Regions from separate parts of the Rattus norvegicus genome. Here region 2 is linked to region 1. Evidence: chromatin contacts called from public Hi-C data. All regions are on one chromosome and are shown on one strand. The core of a region is the stretch at or near the end of the contact, and the rest is flanking DNA. Distances in the headings are between cores, read along the strand shown. Region 1 overlaps Sorcs1 (sortilin-related VPS10 domain containing receptor 1). Region 2 holds the start of Sorcs1 (sortilin-related VPS10 domain containing receptor 1).

Region 1 (5,264 bases), core at 1,459-3,958:
GAGTCATAAATACACCTAATCACCAATGAGACAAATGACAGCACATGTGATTAAGCTGAGAGGATTATGCAGCCCCAACCATTTGGCTGTATTTGTTATGAATACAATCTTTAGCCCAGAATTCATTATCCTCTTCCTCCTATATAAACCCAACTCAAGGGAATCACAAAGACATTTGAAATAAATATGTGCGTGAGACCTGGGTGAGAATTGGACGTTACTCATCTGTAACTGTTTCACTGTAAGCTTCATTGCCTTACGTTTCCTTCTTAATTCCCTTCCTCCCTGCTTTGTCTCCTCTAACATTATTTACATCAAAGGGAGAATAGATAACACAAACACCAGACTACCTTGTGTGCTTACAATGTCATAAGAAATAATCTTTGAAATGGACATGTGTGTACAGCCAAACATCTCTCCTTGCAAAACTACAGTGAGGTAAGAGGAGTTATGACATGGCTTTGTCGACCCAAGGTTTAGTGGATAAGCCATCTTGAAGTGAAATGTAGCTTTTTTGCATTTCTGGCCAATGTTCCTACCATTGTGGTTCATGGTTTTCTAAATGTACCCTGGTATGCATGCCCAGAGGGCTACCTTTCACTTGTATTTATGTAGCTCAGCACTGATCCCTCCAGAGACCTCCAGTAATTATGATAGGATACTTAGTAATCAGATATGAGGATCTCAGATAATATACAAAGCACAGAGAGAATGGAATGGCCATGTGTTTTCATGTGCTGGGTCTGCTTGTGTAAAGCCATTTAGCCTTCTCATCTCTTCAAAGTAACAGCTGTGGCAGCTCCACAAGATGAGACCAATGCTTTCAGAGACCTGAAAAGACTCCTTATAAGTTTCTACTCCAGGCCTTACTACTGACCTATAGGAAGAACTCAATAATTGAAATAACTTTATGAGTAAATGCATAAAATAGCAAAAGACATTTGGTGGTCATGTTTGCTTTCTGGTTCCAAGTTTACAGTTGGGGATGGTAATCACCATAGACTTTTTATGGGAGAAGGAGCCCTGCACTATTTTCCTTCTCTGATTCCCTCTCCTGGTTTAGTGCTGAACTGATGGGCCAATCAGTTATCTCTGTCCATGCACAATATTTACCTGTGCCCAGAGGCAAGAGGTCTGATGGACCTGGCAAACAGCAAGTATCTGCTCTGAAGTAGCCTCTGTTGTTTGAATGATGTTGCTTCATGGATCCACAGCTGAAAAGTTGACTTTTCCTCATTGCATGGACATACTGGGTAGGCTGTAATTGTTCTTTCCTTGTTTAGCTTTGCTCATGGGCGCTGATTAGAACTCCCGTCCCAATGTTACCTTTACCTTTTATCTTTGACTTGTGCTTCTCAACGGGGGAGGAAAGAAGGAAAGGGTTTTGCTTCTCAAGGTCGTGATCATCATGAAGTGCAAGCTATGAAGTTCAACTGCCAGGACCTTCTGAGAGCTTTGTCATGGGATCGGGGCTAATGCAGAAGCAAGAAACTCCGAGAGGATGAGGATGGTCTTAAGAACTGCACTGCAAAGTTGATGGAAATAACCCCAGGAAGGGCACTGGTCAGGGCACATGGCTAATAACTGCAAGAGTTGGCCACCCAGAGAGTTCCCCAAGCTTCTTGGAAGGCACATATTAAGCACATATTACAGAAAGCTATAATTTCCTTTTAGGCACAGTCATTTCTCTGGTATGTATAGCAGTTGTCAGGTGTGCACAGTGAAAAGGTAGGTGCCGCAGTCCCACTTTCTTAGCTGTTTGTACCCTGCACTATAGCTAAGCCTTTGGCCTTTCTCAATACGCACAAAAATGCTCACTCAGGATATGCCCAGCACCCTTTGTCAGAACTGATGGAATCGAGGGGCCAAATTGCTACTAAGTTCTTAAACCATACCACATATAAGCAACATCCTAGTTGCTTGTGACAACACAGATTGAGAAGCTCTAATCCTCAGGAATTCTAATAGAATAACTCTGACACTCTGCACCCTACCATTTCCCCATGTTCTCCAGTTCTCCAGTGCATGCAGGAAGAGCTATATTTATTTTCCTGTACACAGGAGGCACACTGAACTGACAGGAAGGCATTTTTTAATTGTTTTTCTTTTTTCTTTTCTTTCTTTCTTTCTTTTTTTTTCTAAATTGTAAATACAAGTGGGTAAGGTTTTTAGCTTCTGAAGTTAAGACTTCAGAGCTAGCTGCCCTCTACTGGACAACATAGGATCTGATTTGAAATTCAACTATTGCAATTTGTACCTTTGACATAAATTCTTTGGCTTATTCTTTTTCTCCCAGAAAGACAACTGTATTGAATATTTGACTTCTGGATAGGATTGAGGTCAGGGAGTGCACGGATGAGCACAGCTGTAAGGAAATAGGATTCACAACCTGTAGGAATGAGGTAGGAAAATGGAGTGTTCAGGCAGCCATTGCCTCTTTGTTCTAATAGCTAGGAAGGAAAGACAGAAGGAAGGAAGGAAGGAAGGAAGGAAGGAAGGAAGGAAGGAAGGAAGAGGCTGGGGTGAATAATACTTAGTTAGTATGCGGCAAAGAATGCTTACAAGCTACAAGTGTGCAGAGTCCTGGGGAGAGTAGGACTACAGTGTTTTCAAAGACATTTATTTGTTCAGCCCCTGGAGGAGGGCCTCTTGGAATGTTGTACTCTGAAAGTTCTGCTCCATTATCTCGGGGCTCTCACGTCATTCCTTTGCACAGCAAGTGGCTGTGTCTTGGTATGAAACACAGGCATCCCACACAGGCTTATTAGAGGCAGCTATTCAGAGAGCCCTTGAGAAAGAAACTTTAACAATACAAAACACATGTGGCGATTTAGAAAAAAAAAGAAGAAGAAGAAAACAGATTCGGGAACAACATTCTAAACTAAGGCACTGGGGAATTAGTAAAAAGGGTTATCATCGCTTTAAGTTCAAGCTGTTAAGAATAGTGTTTTATATGATTGTAGTTATTTCTGTTTATTCTCATTAAATTTGGCTTGGTTTTACCATGCTGGGACCAAGCCCAGGACTTCAGTCCAGCTCCAGAAAAAAGCAACTGTTCATTAACTTTTTTTTTCTAATGAGCATGAATCACCCCGGCTCTGTGTTGCTGGTCCCCTCTTCCCTCAGTATCTCCAATCTCTGCTTTCAGTTCATGTTACTAGTCTAAGACCCTCTCCACCCTCCTTGCTTATTTGACAAAGATGGGAGAGGTTCAAGTTCACTTTTAAGTTTATTTTATTATTAAAGATAACTTCTAGTTATATAACCTTGGCAGATCTGAAAGCTGCTGTGTTAGCCAGGCCGGTCTCTAACAGAGATCAACCTACAATTAGCCTCACCAATGCTTGGATGAAAAACGTGTCATTATATCTGGCTTAAAATTTTATTTTGATGGTGAGTAAAAAAAATTTTCTAAAGTCAATGAATTATGACTGAATTTGATTCTCCCATCTCCTTCAAATCAAGGAAACATGGTATTCATCATAGACATCTTTTAGTCCACCATCCTATTGCTTCTCCTACCCCAATCACAAACAAGAGATGTGCCCTAAATTAAAGTAATGAAAGCAGACACCACCAACAGTCGTCCCTCATTGTGAGAACACATATGTGAATAAAGTTGCTTTCCCCTTTTCAGAGAACCATGTGTCCATGTGAGCCCAGCAGACTCTAAGGGTGTTTCTGCTGCAGGAGAGCTTATGAGTTGTCAGACATAGTGGAGATGAAAGCACAATGCCAAGCCAATGCCCGGATCAACCTTTTTCTTTGTACTCAGTGGTTCAACCTCCCTCTGCCCTCGTGTTGCCAGAGCGGGGCTGTCACTCATTTCCAGTTTGCAATTTGGCTGTCCTGTCTTTCAAGTTTCTTCACTGACAAGTGGGATTAAACATGGCTAGCAGAGAGAGCCTGGCATGATTAGGAAACATTCCCAGGAGACCAGCGCAGCCTGGATCATGCTGTCTTCTCGAAAGGGCAATCTGGTTACTACAGAGCATCTCAGCCAAGAAAAAAGCCAGTTCCTTCATGGCTAGCATTTCCTGCCCCTGCACACAAGGTCAAATTTCACTTCCACTGCCTGCGGGCCTGGAGGAGCTTTTGTGTCTAGGACTTTTTATTTGATGAAAGATATTTGTTGTAATTTGTCTTTATTTTGATTTTTGATATTTTGATTATTGATTTTTCATCTTCTTGAATGCTAGGCAAGCATTCTAACCCCTGAGCTTTATTATGAACCCATTATTTTATTTTTATGTTATATATGTATGCAAGCAACAGATGAGAGACAGCTAGGGAGCGAGCCAGAATGAGGAGCACAAGAACTGAAGCATGTGTGTTCCCAGGAGAAAGAGAGGTGGGGAGGGAGGAGGGGAGAGAGACAGAGAGATTGGGGGGGGGGCACACTCTTTGGAATACAAAAAAGAGAGACCAGGCCAAGACAGTCCAATCCCATGACTTGGCTGGAACCTCATAGCTTGCTCTTTTACAACTGACTGTAAAGTGGACAGCTGCTTTGAGGCCCTCTCAGCTTTTCTCTGAACAAGTTCGCTATCCCTTTTCTTTCCTTTTTGTCTTTTGTCTTAGCTTTAAAATTTTGCGACAACCAGACCAAAAACGTGGTATGGACCATGTTATTTGGGAAAGAAAATGGTCTGAGAGAATCAAGGAAGAAGAAAACGTTCTCCTCCAGCACTGGGGAAAGTGGGACAGTTTGGGAGACGATGTTCCTCCAAGTAGGTCCCAGCCCTGTGCTCCCAGATGATGCCCCTCCCTGCAGATCCCAGTCATATTCCCAGTGCAGGAACTGGTGGGTGTTCCTCCCTGTGCAGTGAGGAAGACATCATGGTGTGAATGGGGCTCATTAAATAAAATAGCTCATACAATTATATATACATATACTTTGGGGGTCAAAAGAGGGTGAAGGCATTTGGCAAATGCACTGAGTGGAGATCACCACAGGCTACCTTGTCATGCGCAAATTTCTCCATTGATGTGCAAAGTCAGCATACTCTTATAAATCTTCCTAAATTCAAAGGTCAACCTTAAATTCTGCTGTGCTACTCTTTCAAATTCCTGTTTTCTTGGGGCAAATCACATCACGGCTCAACCCCTGAGTGTTCTGTGTGGTATATTGTGAGATTCTTACCAGTATAAAATTTTGCTTTTCCAAACTTTGCTTTTCCAAAATAAACTGGATATTCATTCTGGTATGTCTTCTGACGAAAGTCTCACAGCACAGTTGTCAAGAAAGGTACGGTTTTCACAGA
Region 2 (5,264 bases), core at 1,395-3,894, 280 kb before region 1:
CTTGGTGTTCTGTGGAGGCTATTGCCTGCCAAAATGTGTTTCTCTTTTAGCAGAGTCTGTATTTGCACAGTGGTGGCACTTTTCAAAGAATCCTTGTCTTTTATTAGCAAGAGGACACGTCTAGGCACCCAGCTTCGATTCTTGGTATAAACAGCTCCTGTGTGTGTGATCCCTGGCTCCTTTCATTATAAGAACAATACTATTTTCATTAATATTATTTATTTTGTATCTATTTGTCTATTTATCTACACAAGGTCCCACTCTGTAGCTGAGACACATCGCAACTTGACTGTGTCCTATCCTATGCTTGACTACGTGGAGACCATCCTAGATCAGTCTCTCAGGTGCTAGGAATCCTGTGAGCTGTAGGAACCATCATGTTGTGACATCTCTCTGGAATAGATTTTTATCACAAAGTTGTTCCTCTGGAGCATCGTTAGGGAGGTTTCATTAACTGAAGATTAATTGTCGCTGTGTATTACTTTCAAGTAGGGCTCATCACAAACTTAAAAATTTTCTAGAGTAAGATGAAGATTCCAAATGCAAAACTAAACAAAAATCAAACTGCAAATGGGAATTGACACTATTTTATAACATCTGTTTATTCAATCCATAAGTATTCCTTCAATAATTTCATAATCCTCATGTACTCAAGAAGATATTATTTAGTGCATGGAAATGGTAAAAAGATTCAATGGCATTTTGAAACTTGAAATCAACTAACAATTTGAAAAAAGGCTTGGCTTTTGAGAAACTGCAATTTCCAAAGTCCTCTCACTTACTATAAATCATTCCCTCAATTTCTGAACAGTGGCAGGGGATCTTGGGTAGACTGATATTATAATCACATAATTACAGAAGTTTAGGATCACAAAGGATTTTAAAGGTCATCTAATGCAACCACTTAATTTAATATGTGGGAAGCTCAATTGCCCGAGGTCCCACAGCAAACACCAACCTTCAAGCACTGGCTTGCTCAGGGGGATCTGAATGCATGTGTTAGCAACCCTGGACTAGACGCAGAAGCATACAAAGCCTTTCCTGTATTTGTTGATGGTCAGATCGATAACAAACTCACAACACATACCCACCAAGCCAATCACCTACAGTTCCTACCATTCAGTGCACTGTTCCCAAACACTGAGAACAAAATGGCAAACAGGTCACTTCTTCGGAGTTAGTTTCCCTTTTCCCAAGGAGTTCGTGGTCTCTTAAGGAAGCCAAGTTGTATACAGCTCCAAAATACTTGGGGAATCTTCACTTTAATTGTGCTGTCAAGTGTGACTGCTTTCAGTACCTGAGAGCGCTTAAGAAAACCTGGAAAGCCTGAGAGACACAGCCAGAATACAGCAAATACAGAGGCGAATGCCAGCAGCAAACCACTGAACTGAGAATAGGTCCCCTATTGAAGGAATCAGAGAAAGAACTGGAAGAGCTTGAAGGGGCTCGAGACCCCAAAAGTACAACAATGCCAAGCAATCAGAGCTTCCAGGGACTAAGCCACTACCTAAAGACTATACATGGACTGACCCTGGACTCTGACCTCATAGGTAGCAATGAATATCCTAGTAAGAGCACCAGTGGAAGGGGAAGCCCTGGGTCCTGCTAAGACTGAACCCCCAGTGAACTAGTCTATGGGGGGAGGGCGGCAATGGGGGGAGGGTTGGGAGGGGAACACCCATAAGGAAGGGGAGGGGGGAGGGGGATGTTTGCCCGGAAACCGGGAAAGGGAATAACACTCGAAATGTATATAAGAAATACTCAAGTTAATAAAAAAAGAAAAAGAAAAAAAAAACCTGGAAAGGAGTCTAGGAGGAATCACAAAGGGGGTGGGGGGACCTCCCCAACTATACACACACACACACACACACACACACACACACACACACACACACACATATAGACTGAGCAGGACACACACACACACACACACACACACACACACACAGAGTTTATTGCAGCACTCTCTGCTGCCTTCTGAGATCCTCTGCAGGCTGGGGCACACAAAGTAAGGACTAGATGCCAACTCGCCCAGTTTAACAGGGAGAGAGAGCAAGAACCCACTCATCTTCTAAACTGGAAAAGACAAGAAAAGGAGAAGAGAGGGGGAACAACCAAAGAGTAGAGAAGAGAAAACAGGAATAGGAAACCCTTCACAGCGCCTGTTCAGGGAGCAAGGAGCTGCTCGTCCCCAGAGGAAGGGTACTCTGGCTGCTTGCGGGGACTCTGCGCTCCTTGGGGAGGGTCGGGGACAGCACAGCCCGCGCCCGCCTCCCTGTACACAGCGCAGCTCGCCGGCGGGACGCAGCGCCCGGAGCCCTGGCAGAGCCCGCCCTCCCTCCCGCGTCGCCAGCCGGCGCGCGGCGCCCTCTCTGCCCGTGACTTCAGTTCGGCTCCACCCCCGCGCAGCGGCGGCGGCGGCGGCGGTGGCTCGCAGCTCCGTCCCAACCCGCGCGCTCCTCACAAGCCCAGCCTGGGCGAGCGGCAGGCACCTGCCCGGCGCCGCCTCCGCGCGCCCCGCCGCCGCCCAACTTGGATGGAGTTGTGGTCCTGAGCGCACACCCTGCCGCCGTCAGCCCAGTGCCTCGCTCCGCTGCCTGCCTTCGGTTCGGGACCCCCTCTCCGCTCCTCTCCGCTCCAGAGATGGGAAAAGTTGGCGCCGGGGACGGCTCCTCGGCCGCGCTTAGCGCGCTCCTAACGGGAGCCGGGCTTCTGATGCTCTTAGCCCCTGGCATCTGCAGCAGCCTTTCTTGCTGCCCTCCGCAACACCCTAGCTCGACCCCACGCTGGACCCTTACCCCAAGAGGCTTTTCTTACCCCGGACCGCTGGGTCGGGCTCCTGCCACGCCCCCGCCCCTCTTCATGAGACCCCTGTTCGCAGTGGCCCCCGGGGACCGGGCGCTGTTTCTGGAGCGAGCTGGGGGCAGCAGGGTGTCAGTGGCGACCGCTTCACGCTCTGGCCGTAGGAGACGGAGTGGAATGGATCCTGAGAAGACTGAACCCGGAGAGGGTACGAGTCGGAGCCGCCGGGACATGCTAAGGGATGGAGGGCAGCAGGGGCCTGGGACTGGCGCGCGGGACCCGGACAAAGCCACTCGCTTCCGGATGGAGGAGCTGAGATTGACCAGCACCACATTTGCGCTGACTGGAGACTCGGCACACAACCAAGCTATGGTCCACTGGTCTGGCCACAACAGCAGCGTGAGTAAAGTGGAACTGTGGGCAAAGGGGTGAGAGAAGGAAAGGGTTACCATTCACTGTGAGAGCTGGTGGAGAATTGGGGGAAAGGGGTTTCTTTCTTGGGAGATGCTGCACAGTGAAGTCTTCCCATCTGGCCTCCCCCCAAGAGTTAATGGTGCCTACTAGGGAGTCCCCACCACCACCTTCAGAGTCTTCTCCAGATCAAAAGGTTCAAACTGGAACGGAACAGGCAGATCTTTTTTATTTCTTCAATGACACTGGAGAGTGGAACTGAAGACCAACTGTGGGGGTGGTGTGTGCGTTAAAGTATTTTTAATGCAGTGCTGAAAGGGTTAAATTTCCAAGCCCACTGAAATTCACTGAAGGGACATTTCCTTACCTGATAGACTTACTGGGGGTGCACGGAGAAGTCGCATCTGTGGGTTTTTTATTTTATTATTATTCAGAGCTCCTAGACCCTTGTTCCACCCCAGAGAAGGCAAACTGCAGTAGGATATAAGGTGCCCTTTGGTATTAGGATCTATTTGGGGACCAAACGGATGCAAGTTTCAGTGCAGAGGCTTCCCAGCATCTCCTGACAGCATTAGCAAGTGCATCTTGAGAGTCAGGCTTTTCTAACCCATGAAAGGGCAGTTGTTCTCTGGCATGGTCAGCCTGGGGAAGATCAGATAGATAGATTCCAGTGACAACAACTCCCTGTTTTCCCACCGACTGACCTCCTCTAGGGAGGAGCTCAAATAAAGATTTGAGTTTCCCTTTATGAAGAACAGGACGAGATTTCAGTCGCTGAGAAAAGATTTAGGGTGCAACTCACTGTTTCTATCAGGAGCTTCCGATTTTCAGAGAAGCCTGTATGTTTGAAATCTGAGGAAGCTACCCAGTTTAGCCCAAACCTAGAAACTTCAATGCGCTGAAATAGTAACGAAGCAGCTTTGATGGTAATAACTGAAGATTTAAAAGCGCGTAAAGTTCTTTAGACTGCCGTGCCATGAACCATGAAGGCGAGAAGAAAAGTTAAAGGTTTATAAAATGGGGATTGGGGGTTAGGTGGGGGTGGGGGTAGGGGGAGGATCTCAACTGCAGCTTCCATCCCCTGATGGAGTTGTGTCTGTAATGTGCACGGTGGCTACAACATGGTACCTTTGAAACTGTTTCCAGGAAGCTTGCCAACAAGTGCCACTTCACTGAGCTGTGTTCATTGTTGGGTTTTTAATGAGAGTTGAGAAGGTTTTGAAATATACAGTGTCATGCATTAGGCGGTCTAGCCTACCCTCTACTGAGGACAGCCCCTGATTTCTGTCTATTGCAGCCTTCATGTGGGGCTGCTGCTGGAGGTTCTCAGAAACGGTTTTAATCAAAATCTAAAGTTGAAGCAATTCCTACTCAAGTTCTGGACACTCTTGTCCTGGAGCACTGTGCGATCTACATCTTTTGTCTAATTGTTGCTGAACTTGATCCTTTCATTTTAACGTGGATCTTCCAATACTGACTAATAACTCCAGCTCCATTAAGTGATTAACTCAGAGCTCTGGCTTTAGGAGGAGATTTTCAATGTATCCAATGTGTTAGATCTTGTTGTATTAAGAAGAAGAAAAAAAAAAGAAAGATAAAACTTTGGACCAAAATATTTCTGGCTTTTAACGTAATTCAGGTTGTAAAATGTCGCTCACCCATTAAACCTCTACTTCAGTTCATCTCTTAAAAGATCTTGGAAAGAGAGTACATCCTTGGCAAATTTTAACCTCCATTTAGAAATGGCGCCAAGCACTGCCAGCTTTTAATTTTTTTTTTTTTTTGATGCACATGAGCTGAATGGGGCTTACTAGAATTGTGGCTTAGGGCAGGAACATGAATCTAAGATAATGTAGGAAATAATGAAGGTGCTGAGTGTTAAAGGCTGAACACTCAAATTATGCTAAGCACAGTGATGAGGGGGGCTCATACCTCACAGTTCCCTCCCGTCCTCTCTCCTCCCAGGTCCAGCTCTAAGCATCTCATGTAACTGCTTTATCTATCTTATTATGTATTGTCTAGATGATGAAGAAAGAGAAAACATTGTTTAT

The links. A called contact is a pair of places that touch in the nucleus more often than the background predicts.
Region 2: a contact with region 1 is called in a Hi-C map of Schwann cells, with 5 times the contacts expected there. The contact joins the promoter of Sorcs1 here to the enhancer-like site in region 1. A contact is called at or near these places in 1 of 12 Hi-C or Micro-C datasets (Schwann cells) and 1 of 1 datasets of contacts at active chromatin or transcription factors (oligodendrocytes).

The regions. Positions count from the first base shown.
Region 1 is chr1:259,251,740-259,257,003 of GRCr8, reverse strand. The region is part of intron 3 of Sorcs1 (sortilin-related VPS10 domain containing receptor 1); the gene reads left to right. Among named protein-coding and RNA genes, the nearest start is that of Sorcs1, 280 kb to the left of the region's middle. Within about 2 kb of position 2,708, at least 27 of the 93 cell types and tissues checked have an H3K27ac peak or open chromatin away from gene starts, as enhancers often do. A contact at or near this core is called in Schwann cells, where this site is marked.
Region 2 is chr1:259,532,866-259,538,129 of GRCr8, reverse strand. Sorcs1 (sortilin-related VPS10 domain containing receptor 1) reads left to right here and starts at 2,644. Exons shown (of 26, transcript NM_001191563.1): 1 at 2,644-3,201. The coding sequence starts at 2,644.